2 separate regions of the Mus musculus genome follow, and region 2 is linked to region 1. The links are chromatin contacts, called in public Hi-C maps. All regions are on one chromosome and are shown on one strand. The core of a region is the stretch at or near the end of the contact, and the rest is flanking DNA. Distances in the headings are between cores, read along the strand shown. Region 1 holds the start of Asph (aspartate-beta-hydroxylase). Region 2 holds the start of A530072M11Rik (RIKEN cDNA gene A530072M11).

Evidence for each region. A called contact is a pair of places that touch in the nucleus more often than the background predicts.
Region 2: a Hi-C map of rod photoreceptor shows a contact between it and region 1, with 11 times the contacts expected there. The contact joins the promoter of A530072M11Rik here to the promoter of Asph in region 1. A contact is called at or near these places in 1 of 39 promoter capture datasets (liver) and 2 of 484 Hi-C or Micro-C datasets (muscle stem cells and rod photoreceptor).

The regions. Positions count from the first base shown.
Region 1 is chr4:9,667,453-9,670,972 of GRCm38.p6, forward strand. Asph (aspartate-beta-hydroxylase) reads right to left here and starts at 1,710. Exons shown (of 24, transcript NM_023066.3): 1 at 1,329-1,710. The coding sequence starts at 1,458.
Region 2 is chr4:16,161,553-16,165,547 of GRCm38.p6, forward strand. A530072M11Rik (RIKEN cDNA gene A530072M11) reads left to right here and starts at 2,558. Exons shown (of 7, transcript NR_045765.2): 1 at 2,558-2,639. It overlaps Ripk2 (receptor (TNFRSF)-interacting serine-threonine kinase 2), which reads right to left and starts at 2,091. Exons shown (of 11, transcript NM_138952.4): 1 at 1,672-2,091. The coding sequence starts at 1,844.

The DNA.
Region 1 (3,520 bases), core at 460-2,959:
TTAGCTTTCTCCTCAACATTCAGTAGGCTCTTCTCATTCACATACTTCAAATCTATGCTCCAACCACAAAGCAATGGCGCTGCCGATGTCAGATTAGCTGACTTAGGAGCCAGAGAGCCTGAATGTCATTTTTACCGGTATTGAGGTGAATTAATTACTACAGTGGCCTTGGACCTCAAACTGTGTACATAGAGTCCTTTCCATTAAGAATACAAACAGCTCTCAGAATGTTAATGTGTACAATGGATTTAACTGCCTAACTTTCCCCATTTACATTTATTCATTCATTTTCTAATCAAATATTTATTGCACAGCTATTAAGGAAACGAACTATTCTAGTTGATAATGGGGAATAGAAGAGAGTGAAACAAAGACAATACATGAAGACAGAATATACATGAAGACAGCAAGTGCTATGAAGAAAAACCATAGTTGGCTCATCTATCGTCCTGACATATACTAATAAAACCATAATCATCCAATCTATATATGACATATAATAATGAGCTGCCCATAGACCAAAGCATAGAATCTAAATCATTTCCAGTGATATTGAGAGCTCACATTCAATACACATGTGTGTTCCAGTTCCAATATTCTAAATATGAGTCAAAGGAAATATAAGAGAAACCGAGAACCGGTGAAATCTGACACGAAACAGATTTAAAACATCTGTTCTCCACTCTGCTGGCTAAGCACATGGAGAAGAAAGGTGAATAACCAGTAGGGTTTTTTGTTTGTGGGTTTTGGGTTTTTTGTTTGGTTGGGTTTTTTTTTTGGGGGGGGGGGGGTTATGATTTTATTTTATTTTATTGAGAAAAGAAAAAGGAGGCACAGAGAAAATCCCTATAGTACTTTATGATGTCCCTTTGTATTTTAAAAGGCAAACGCAATACATATTAAGAAAACTAAACAAAACTCCTTAAAATAATTTGCAAGAACGAAGCATCAAGTCTCATCCCGGCCCTTGAATACACTCCTCCAAGCCGCTCCTCAACGCTGCTGGCCAGGCTGAAACTTACTTTCTCTGACTTTGGCTCAGGGTCAAGCGCCCCGAAAACTGCAAAAAGATAAAGGGCCCTCTACACCCAGCTTCCATCAGGAAAGGCAAGAAAGGGCCGGCCAATGCTCGGGCAGGCTGGTGCTAGGGGTCCCCCTCCGGCCGACTCTGCTCCTCCGCCTCCCCGCCCGGTGAGCGCGGCCTCGCCCCGCGCACACAGGAGCCTCGCTAAGGATGGAGAGGAGCGGCGGACGTAGGATCAGACCAGACCTGCAGCGCCCACCCGGCTCCCGCCCGCAGCCAGGGCCTGGCCTGCGGGGACTCTGACCTCTCCGAGCCCCGGGGCTACTGCTGCTACCGCTGCTACCCGTGCTCGGGCTACCGCTGCCCGAGCCGCTGCCGCTGCCGCTGCTGCTGCTGTTGCCGCCGCCGCCCTTGGCGTTCTTGCGCGGGGCCATCGCGAGCTGCTCCGGGGACTGCAGAGAACCGGGGCCTTGCTGAGTGCACTAGGGACACCGGGGCTTCGAGACTCCTGTAGCAGCGCCTTAGCGTCCACTGCGCTCGCTGCGCCTCGGACGACTTGCACCAGCGTGCAGCCGCGCGGTTAGCCTCGCGTGCGCCCAGCCTGCGACTCCTTAGGCTGCCAAGAGCGCTCAGCTCCCCCCGGCCTCGGCCCCGCCCACGCCAGCCTCTGCCCACCCACCAGATCTGAAAGACGCCAACACGAGCCAATCCCGAGGACCGCTGGCAGGGGGCGGGGCAGGCTACGCGCGCCTGCCCTCCTCAGGCCAAAGCTTGTCTTTTGCTGCGCAGTGACTGCAAAGCCCCAGCGGCTTGTGGCTTTCTAGTCTGCCTGGATCCTCTGGAACGTGGCAAACGTGGAAGCCGGCAGGACTCTCGCGAGCGTTGGTGTTCTGGCTCCAACGGGATGGGGCGGGTATGAGGGCGGTGCCCGAGAGCTGCGCACCACCTCTTGGCTTCTTGGGAATTTGGTTCCGGTGCCTAAGTACGACCAAGGGTGCAAGCCCTCTCTTTGAAAAGGATTTGCCACAGTTCCGCCAGTACACTGTGATTGTTGAGCCTTCCAGTGTCAAAAATAAGGATTTGTGCCATCAGTAGTTTTGGAGAACCTTTAGTTAAGACATTAAAATGTTAACATGACTCAAAAACCCTATTTTCTTAACCATGCACAACACTCTCATCACACTAATACCTAGAATTTCTTCATGTCCCCAGCCATTGATCTCCTATGCTTATGCAGTGTACTGCGTCGGGATTGAGAACTGAATATTCAAAAGAAAAATGGCAACAGCTGGATGAACCAGCCAAGGTCCAGCAGAGACCATGATCATTTGTTACCAATTGCCCACATGGTGTCTGTGGGTAACAAAAAAACATGAAGTATGTGGTGATTTAATACATTGCTGTCAATGTCGAGATCTTCCAGGAGTTCTTGGAAGCAGCCCCTTGTAGAAGACCCAGAGTGAGCCACTGCTGTGGGACGACCCCTTCTGAGACTGCAGTTTCCTCAACCACCACTGACCATCATTAGGGTCCACTGGCCTCTGCCTTGTCAGCTGTGAATACTGGGTACCGCCCGGGGAAAAAAGTGGAACCCAAGAGCCTCACAGAACAGGGAAAAAGAGGGCATCGTTTTCACACAGCCATGAAGGTGGGTGCTGCCGTCCATTCTTACTGCATTTCTTTATCTCTGAGCCTCCTCGGCACCCAGGAGTCCTCTCTTTTGAACACAACTTCTTGCCCACAAAGGACATTCTTTCAGCAGGAAACAATGATGGGAATGGGGGGAGGCAGAGAGGCAAATCTGATCCATATCACTTAATGGAAGGTGCTGATATCTAAACTACAATAGATAAATAACTCTCCATCCCCAAGATAAAAAATTTTAATTACTCACAAAACACTATTATAGAGTTGATGCTTTAAAGGTTCAATCTTAACTAGCTTCCACAAATGTTTTAATCCCTTGTGCTGGCTGATTTTGTGTGTCAACGTGGCACAAGCTGGAGTCATCACAGAGAAAGGAGCTTCAGTTGGGGAAGTTCCTCCATGAGATCCAGCTGTAAGGCATTTTCTCAGTTAGTGATCAAGAGGGAAGGGCCCAGCCCATTGTGGGTGGTGGCATCTCTGGGCTGGTAGTCTTGGTTCTATAAGAGAGCAAGTTGAGCAAGCCAGGGGAAACAAGCCAGTAAGTAACATCCCTCCATGGCCTCTGCATCAGCTCCTGCTTTCTGACCTGCTTGAGTTCCAGTCCTGACTTCCTTTGGTGAGGAACCAGCAGTGTGAAAGTCTAAGCTGCATAAATCCTTCCTCCCCCCACCCCCAACTTGTTTCTTGGGCATGAGGTTTTGTGCAGAAATAGAAACCCTGACTAAGACAACCCTTATTCCCAGTTGGTGGTGCTGGTTTGGGGAGCTGAGGAATCCTCAGGAAGTATGACCTGGCTGCCCAAAGAGGCCACTAGGAGCAGACCTTTGAGGGTTATTTTATTAGTCCAGG
Region 2 (3,995 bases), core at 1,308-3,807, 6.5 Mb after region 1:
ATCTTAAAGAACAATGGGTACATTATCCACACCAGAGCACAACAAATATACATACAGTGTTTATTATTCATATTTAACAGGTGAGGAAGTAAGACACCCTCAGAGTCAGTTGCATAAGCCTAGGCCTGTGCTCATGGTAAGATCTTAGACAGCAAGATAAAAGAATGCAATGCAGTAAGGTAGGGGATTGTGCTGGTTTTATAAAGACAATGCCCTATCCAATGCAAGGAAATTATACCATAAGTGGTTGGTGAATATGGGAAAGCAATACCATCCTGTCCATCTTTTTCCCTTGGCCTACAAATGGCACAAACGAAGCTTTGAAAAGCAGAATCAAAAGTGAGAAAGCAACTAGCTTTAGTCTACCTAGTGGTCTATTAGTGCTACATTTCCATAGACCATTCGTTTGCTTGGTACTAACCAACCTCCCTTTAAAGTTGACTACTTAGGCGCACGTGCTCGAACACGTGAACACACACACACACACACACACACACACACACACACACACACAGCACTGGCTCCACATACACTGTGATCTAGCCCTTGGAGGGAGGGAGGGCGCCTCCAGGCAGATGAAAGTCCAACATTCTACCAGGGCTGAAGCAAGAGAGTTAGTTATCTGATGCTGTATCTGACCTGATACCCAGGGTTAACAGCCTCTGACCAATAGGGCCGCTATGATCTCTGTATTTTCACACTAGATCCAGCAGGAGAAGAGGCCTGTAGCCACCAAGGTTAGCAAGTGCACTAAGAACTGAATGAAGGTCTAGTTCAATTTCTGATGGAAGTGAAACACACAAGAGTTCTGACTAGATCCATTGACTAACACATACAGCCACAGATCTATGGTATTTAGTTGTAATGTTTTCCTAGAAACAGAAACCAACGCTTTTTTTTTTTCTTTCTTCTGAATATGTGGGAGCTGGACACAAATAATACCAGGGCAAGGGATGGTCAAAACTTTTATTCTTCACAAATTTTGACCATTTAATAGCTTTTGATTCATTTTACTGTTACAAAAAACATTGCACACTTCCTTTGGGGACTTCCAAGGCAAGAGCTCGAATAACAACTGGTAATGTAGAATTTGATAACTGAACTTCATGAGGGCACGTAATAAACCACAAAGAAAACAAAACCAACCAAATCAAACCAAACCAAGCCATAATATGCAGGCTCAGGAGCAGGAGTGAAACACACATAAAACCCTAGAAAAATATTTTGACGTTTAATCAATATAAAAACACCGGTATAGTATTATTATTTTTCTTTTTAGTGCTAAATGCTCAAACTCCGGTGTGTATTTTGCAGTCACTGCGTACTTCATTTCCAAGAGCAGTTTTTAGAGTTCCACAGCTCTTACCGCTAACAGCTAGCTAAAACAAAGCAAAGCCCACAAGCACTGTACCAACACACGTCGGGTTCAATAAACAGGGTTTTAGAGGTGGCCGTGATTGCAGGTTTTTGGAGAGTGGGAACACCTCGGGTGGGAGGAGAGGCAGGGCGAGTTGCAAAGTCTGACGCACGTCCAGGATGGTTTCTCCCTTGGATCAGGTTAGCCCAAGGACTTAAGGACTCGCCGCGGCGGAGCCGGCGCATCGCCATAGTGCGGCCGGTCTGTGGACCACCCAGCCCGCGTCTGTGTGGGGCCCCGCGCCGGCGCCCTACCTGTCGAGCAGCGGCGTGTGGATGTGTAGGTGCTTCACTGCCACCCGCACGCGCCAGTCTGCGTGTCGTGCCGACGAGACCGTGCCAGAGGCGCCCCGGCTGAGGTAGTGCAGGTCGGCGAGCTTGTGGTACGGGATGGGGGGTAGCGCGCTGCAGATGGCGTCCCCGTTCATGGCTCCGGCTGCGCGGCGGCTCCGCCCGACCCTGGCCGCGGCGCTAGGTCCCGGGGCGGCCCATTCCCGCGTGGCCGCTGCAGTTCCGGCCCGGTCAGCTGTGCCAGGGAGCCCGTCGGGTCTGCGGCCGCGCCGGGGTGGACCGTCCTCCTCCCTCCTCCTGGACTCGGCGGGCTCCTCCCTCCGCCGGCCCTCCCTGGGCGGGCTCCTACCTTCACCAACTCCTCAGCCCCTGCCTCCTACCCCTGGCTTCTCCCTCCGCCGGCTCCTCCCTCCGCCGGCTCCTCCCTCCGCCGGCTCCTCCCTCCGCCGGCTCCTCCCTCCGCGGTCTCCTCCCTCTGCCGGCTCCTCCCTCTGCAATCTCCTCTCTCTGTGAGCTCCTCCCTCTGCCAGCTCCTCCCTCCGCCGGCTCCTCCCTCTGCCAGCTCCTCCCTCCGCCGGCTCCGCCCTCCGCCGGCTCCTCCTTCTGCCAGCTCCTCCCTCCGTCGGCTCCGCCCTCCCCCAGCTCCTCCCTCCGCCGGCTCCTCCTCCGCCCGCTCTTCTGTCCTCTGGCTCCTCCTTCCGCCGGCCCCTCCCTCTGTAATCTCCCATCTTTGCGGGCTCCTCCCTCTGCCGGCTCCTCCCTCTGCAAGCTCCCCTCTCTGCGGGCTCCTCCCTCTGCCGGCTCCTCCCTCTGCAGATCATGGGCGTGTCTCAGAGGCCTCCCTCCCCCCACAAGCCGGGTGGACATCGCTGAGGCTTGGAAAAGATTTCCTCCGGGGAAAATCCCTCCGGAGTTCTCCAGTCTGGTGTCAGGTGGGTCGGCTGGATTTTCCTTTGGCCCGAGTGTCTTCCTTAGACTCCAAACCCTGGACGTGATAGGGTGTGGGGTGACTACTGCTGGGGAGCCTGGTGCCCCACTTCCTGAGCTGTAAACCATCTGGTTGCTTCCACTCCAGTCTTTACTCAGTGGCTGCCACTTGTGAGAAGTGAGGTAGAGAGGCTAGCGCTGTCAGTGTGACAAATTGAGGTGTTTAGCTTATATGACTTGCTCCCTTACCAGGAAACGGTTTCTTCTTTTATTCCTCAAAGCCTACTCACAAATAGAAATATAAAACCATTTCTTGTGTTTGGGAAGTCTTCCATCCAAAAAGAAAAACAAAGGCAAAAACAAACAAAACCAAACAACCAAAATCCAGCACTATTTCATCTTTTTACTGTAAACACCTTTCTACTTAGATAACTGTTCAGTACGATGTTTGGCGCAAATATCTCATATTTGTGAGCGATATAGTTCCACGATCCTACACGCACCAGGATACTACAATCTGTAATTGTCCCTTATATTATTAGTGTAATATATATAACACCGACATTTCCTTCCCTATACTCTAGTTCTTAATAGTTTTTTACAAGTCTACATTCTAAGATTATGTTTTCTTGGGCTGGAGTCATGGGTAAGCCGTTAAGAGGGCTTGTTCTTCCAGAGGATCTGAGGTTTGTTATCAGTACTCGAATCTAGTAGCTCACAGCTGCCTGCTCTCCAGCTCCAGGGAATCTGACCAACACTTCTGGCTTCTGCAGGCAACACACATACACATAAACAAAATACAAAAATATAAAAATATGTACTTACAATATAATGTGTATATATCTCAACTAAGAATATATATACGTATACATGCTGTATGTATGTATGTATATATACACACATATAGGGATTTTGTAAGTATATACATTTAATTTTCATAATCAATTAATGATAGAAATCTTAAGACATTAACATTGAAGTAAATGTACTGGAGAAAAACTTAGACAAAATAGACAAATTAGCCTCAAAAATAAACATCACATCTATACTTTGAATTCATTTATTCAAAGTCCTACAAAATTATACCTGAATGTTATTAAGAATAAAGTTTATTTATGCCTTATTACATTAGTCTAGGAAATAGCAGCTTTAAGACATTCATATCTCATTTAGAAATAAGATACACACTTTTGCAAAAGAAGGCACTTTTTCAAAACCAGCACAGTTCCAAGTCAAGTGCAGTGGTATTGGTACCCGCTTATGTTACCATCCAGGGTCATGGACTGAGTTCAGTTTTTCCCAACAATTAAAGAATTAAAAGACAGAAAAAAAAAATCACAGCAACAGCAAGCAATCAAGTT